2 separate regions of the Lactuca sativa genome follow, and region 2 is linked to region 1. Evidence: chromatin contacts called from public Hi-C data. All regions are on one chromosome and are shown on one strand. The core of a region is the stretch at or near the end of the contact, and the rest is flanking DNA. Distances in the headings are between cores, read along the strand shown. Region 1 holds the start of LOC111902017 (cysteine-rich receptor-like protein kinase 2). Region 2 holds the start of LOC111902021 (homeobox protein knotted-1-like 6).

Evidence for each region. Hi-C and Micro-C count contacts between places; a contact is called where the count stands out from the background.
Region 2: a Hi-C map of seed shows a contact between it and region 1, with 5 times the contacts expected there. The contact joins the promoter of LOC111902021 here to the promoter of LOC111902017 in region 1. A contact is called at or near these places in 2 of 4 Hi-C or Micro-C datasets (leaf and seed).

The regions. Positions count from the first base shown.
Region 1 is chr8:292,496,913-292,499,612 of Lsat_Salinas_v11, forward strand. LOC111902017 (cysteine-rich receptor-like protein kinase 2) reads left to right here and starts at 1,427. Exons shown (of 7, transcript XM_023897887.3): 1 at 1,427-1,600; 2 at 2,147-2,700. The coding sequence starts at 2,282.
Region 2 is chr8:292,650,047-292,652,746 of Lsat_Salinas_v11, forward strand. It overlaps LOC111902021 (homeobox protein knotted-1-like 6), which reads right to left and starts at 1,391. Exons shown (of 5, transcript XM_023897893.3): 1 at 552-1,391; 2 at 139-261; 3 at 1-34. The coding sequence starts at 911.

The DNA.
Region 1 (2,700 bases), core at 177-2,676:
AAAATATGAGTTTTACAAAAGTCTCATCTCTTTGACATCTATTTTTTCATTAAATATCCTCATTGACATTTTTTTATTGAAAAAAACCCCAAAAGTATATTATTTAGAATTTTATATTTCTATGTATTTTTTGGATCCAGTTAGATTTTGTTCTCGATCTACCACTTGTTGGGTGACCCAACAATTTATAACTTACATTTAAAATATTCTAAGTGTTTTCAACAAGATATCATAGTTTACATATAGAAAGAAATTGACAGTTTATGTTAATTAAAACTCCCACGGTTATATGCCAAAACGTTTGATATGAAAGATGGTATTGATGATGTATTTGTTACAATGAGTTATATTGACAATATATAGACTTAAACTTTGATCTAACTTAGGAAAAGGCTAATTACAAAACATATATAAAAAAAAAGTTGATAAATTCTAAATGTCGTTAACACCCCTTCCACCCTCCCCCTTCTTTCAAACTCGGGGTGCTTGATGAGAGACCAATTTGACTTTGGAGAATTGTGACCATGCAGGAGAGCTTTGGTGAAGAGATATGTTTGATTAGTGGTAGAGATTGATAGAAGGCGAATAATATCATAAAGAACATGTTGGTGAACAAAATGAAAATCAATGTGTATTTGTTTGATACGTTCGTGAAAAATATCATTATGAGGTATTCAAATGACATTGTAGTTGTCGCACCAAAGAACTGTATTGGATGATTGAGCGATACCCATGCCAATCGAAGCCAAACAAGTTCTTGGGTGGTGTCAACAATAACACGATATTCAAGTTCTGTTGAAGAGCAGTCAGTGAGATATTGGTTATTATGCCTGAAGACAAGGGAGGAACCAAGGAAAAAACAATCACCCATTGTTGAGCGACGATCAATAGCATCTTCATTCCAATTAACATGAGAGTACCCACAAAGCTCCAAGGAGGATGCTGATGAAAAATGTAAGCCACAAAACATTCACCCTTTTATATATCGAAGAATTCTTACAACAATAATATAGCAAGAGGTACGTAGAGATGATATAAATTGACTAGCAACAGGAGTTGCATAGGCAATGTCCACACGAATGACAGTTAGGTAGACCAAAGAGCCGAACAATTGGCGTTATAAAGTAGCGTGAGGGAGCGGAGAATCATCGGTGGGAGCTTGAAAGAAACATTGAAATTCGGTATTGTTTGAAATTAAAAAAAAAAAAAAAACGAATTGGAATTTGATTTGGTATGAATTCAATTTCAATTTGATTTGAGTTTCAGTTTTTTCTGTTACAAACCAAATACATCTCACCCTAAGACAAAACAACTTAGAATTTTAGTATTTTTAGTATAGATACAGTAAAACAAAGAAAAAGAAAAAACTTTTTATAAATATATATATGCCAATCGATTTAGAAAATGGTTTTTTACCTAATAAACGTGTTGAAGGTCCAAATAGGTCAATAGCGTCAGCGTCAACAACCATTGAATAGAATGGATTCTTCAACCTGCAGCCAACCTTCCTGTCTGAATCATTCCGCTTTCCAAAAAAAAATCAACATTTGTACTCTCTTCTTCAACAGGGCTTCCATTCCAACTCAAACTGCAACAAATGGTAAGAATTCAAATCCAACACCTGCTCTATTCGATCCAGCAGCTGAATTTCTACTACAATCGATGCTGAAGTTCTATTCTTCCTTCCTCTCTCATTTTTTTTCCATCAGTACATTTGATTTGAATGTAAAACCATAATCGAAGCTGAAAATTTCAATTATGCTGGTTAGTTCTTTAATTCTTTTGAATTGATATCGTTTTTGCCTTTTTTTTTTCAAGTTTACTTTTGATCCAGACCTGCAAATTGCTATTTGCTCGATTTCAGTTTTGTTTCCAACCGATTATGTACTATCTGATTATATACTTTTGAGACTAAAATATATCTATTTTTTTATTGCTTGAATGAAATCGAATCTATACAAAAACGTTGGAATTCGTGAATTGCAATGAGCAAAATTAACTTATTCGATTGTGTGAACAAGTAAATTTCTACTTGAATTTTCTAATTTGGGAACATTGCAATAAATATAGTCCATGATATCATCATCATCTTTATCTTTGCTTCGACTCAAAGAATTTACCTAATTTACAATTGTTTGTTCAACAGCCTCACTACCAGAAGAAAACCTATTTTAGCAATTTCGTCTGCAAATGAAGAAGGAATCGAACCATATATCATATTCTCATAATCAACCCAGATCAACAAGTTCAATTCACTTCCGCTTTGAAGAAATCGATAGCAATGGAATCTATTCTTATCAACTTCATCATACTTTTACTTATAGTAACTACATCAGAGGGGGCTCCTAGAAACGAAATGATCCAATTATCATGCAATAATCAGATAGAAAACAACCCAATACTCTTCAGTTCAAACTTCATCCAAACAGCCGATAAGATCGGGACCCAAGTACAATCTTCTCTTCTCGGAACAGCAAATTCAGGCACAGGACCCGATGGTAATTTCGGGCTTTCTCAATGCTATGGCGATCTTTCTACAAGCGATTGCATCATCTGTTATGATTCAGCCCATTATCTTGTCTCCCGTTGCTTTCCTTACACTGGAGCTAGGGTTTATCTCGATGGCTGTTTTATGCGATTCCAGAACTACAGTTTCTTCGATGAGTATTCTGGACCTAACGACACTGCTGTTTGTGGGAA
Region 2 (2,700 bases), core at 141-2,640, 150 kb after region 1:
ATTGATACTTCACTAGTAGATGGCAGTAGGTTTCCTACGACATAATCAATCATTTACAGATAATTAGGTCGAAGAATTTCTGTGTGTTCGTGATGTGTAATCGAGTGATGGAAAATTCGAAGTAATGGAGAGACGAACCATGAATTCGTCGAGCTCAGGATCGACTCCTAAGCAAGTGGAAGCGGTTGCGTTTCGTTTACGAGCGCCATTTTCGAGACGGATATCATCCAACAAACACGCGATTTCCGGTGGCGCTCCTACCTGTGTAACAGAAAAAAGGCAACAATTAATAAGAATTTATTCATATATAGACGAAAATTTCGGTTGCCATTGAAGAATATTTATTTATAAATGTTAGATAAATCGAGGATTTAGCTAGGCTCGGTTAAATCACTCATATTACGCGTACGTTCATCGTCCACAAAAAAAGGTTAGTGATGCAAACTTAGTAGTTCCCTATTGGAATACTAATTTCGCAACGAAAAAGGAACAAAATGTTGAAGAAAACAGGAAAAAGCGCTTCAGAAATCGCGATATTTTGCTTTTAAAACCTTGTGGCAATCAATATAAGCATCGAGCAACTTGGAGTAGGAAGGATGAGACGCGATTTTGTGCTTGATTGTATCGCGAGAAGTATCATCATCATCATCGTTATCTCCGTTATTTTTTGCTTGAAGATCATGTTGTCGATTGGTTCGACGTTTTGGAAGAATAATCTGATGAGTAGTATCAATCGAAACCGCATCCGTTACGACTGAGGCAGCAGCAGATAGCAACTCATCGGATCCGTAAAACGGCCAGCTGTGATAGACGGGTGGATGAAATCCGTGGTGCTCCGACGGAAGAATCAGGTTGTTTTCCGGTGGAATTGTGTAATCGGATGTCGAGTGGAAGCCATACATTTGATCCATGACGATCACAAGTACCGATATATGATTGATTCTCTCAGAAACAAGAGAATGCCATGAGAAAATTCCTTTTTTCTGATGAGAAATTTGAGAGGATGGATGATAACTTAGTAGTGCGTTTATACATATATGTAAGTGAACATGATTTTAGGTTCGTGCTTTAGCTTTAGATTAGTTTAATTATTAGGCGACGCTTTTGGATTTGGTAGGGATTGAAGTTTGAAGATAAAATGAGAGAGAAACGGTTTCTAGAGAGAGAAAGGAGGATGAAGTCGGAGACTTTGGAGGTTGTGGAATGAACCGAAGAGGTAAAAACTGCTTTTTAGCGCATTTGTGTTTGAGCCATCAAGAACCATAGCCAATATGAAAGGAGGCGATTGTTTTCCTTTATAAAACTAAATATTCTCTTGTTTTTTTATTCATATAAAATCTATTAAATTTCTTTTTTACTTCTCTCTTTCAAAGATCAATAAAAACAAAAAAATAAAATGATATTTAATTTTTCGCTCGCTTATATCTTTCTTTCACTTTAAATAGATAAAATTTTAGAAAAATTATAATATTTTTGCAAAAGTTTTAATAAAGTCTTAAATTTTATTTTTTTAATAGAAACTTTTTAATCTTTTAAATAGAAAAGTTCAAAAAACCGACTAATTTATTAATTTTAATTATTTTTGACCTGTTCAGCAACCATGAGACAAAATTGTTAATTTTTCAAAAACAAATATACTTTTCTGTGTATTTCATCAAAACGAGTATATAACGTATAAATATACTTTTTAAATATTTATATCTATTTTTATATATTTATGTATTTTTTTAAATTTATTATATGTATATGTTTACGTATTTTTATGTATTTTAAATATATTAACGTGTTTTTGCATATATATATGTATTTTTAAGTAAATTTCACATATTTTTTTATAAATTTTTTTACGTTTAATATTTTAAATATTTATATCTATTTTTCCGTATTAATGTATTTTTTTAATTTTTATATGTATATGTTTATATTTTTTATGTATTTTAAATTTGTAAATGTATTTTTTTACATAATTATATATATTTTGAAGTATTTTCCATATTTTTTTTATTTATTTTTATGTATTATTTTTTAATTACTATGTATTTATGTATTTTTTTAAAGTTTTTTTTATATAAATGGTTATATATTTTTATGTATTTTAAGTGTATAAATGCATTTTTTATGTATTTATATGTACTTTTAACTATTTTACATATTTTTATGTGTTTTTTATTTATTACATATTTATATGTATTTTTATGTATTTATGTATTTTTTTTAAAGTCTTTTATATGGATGTTTATGTATTTTTATGTTTTTTAAATGTATAACTATATTTTGTTTTATATATTTATGTATTTTTTACTTCAAGCCTTTTTTTCACCATTTAATATAATTTGTATAATTTTCCCAAGTATGTCTGGATGGTTGAAATTAAACATCGCATGGGAAATGCTTAAAATATGTATGTATACAGAAAAAACCATCTTGACGTACTGAAAAAAGTTGTGCGAATTAAATGAAATTGTGAACATTCTTGAAGTAAAAAGATACATAAATATATAAAAATAATAAAGTTATATTTTTAAATACAGAAAAATACATAAACATCTAAATAAAAAATGTAGAAATAAGTAAAAATACGTATAAAAACGTAATACATAAAAACACATAAAAATACACAAAAAATATGTAAAATACTTAAAAAATACAAATAAATACGTAAAACAATATGTTTATACATTTAAAATACATAAAAATAAA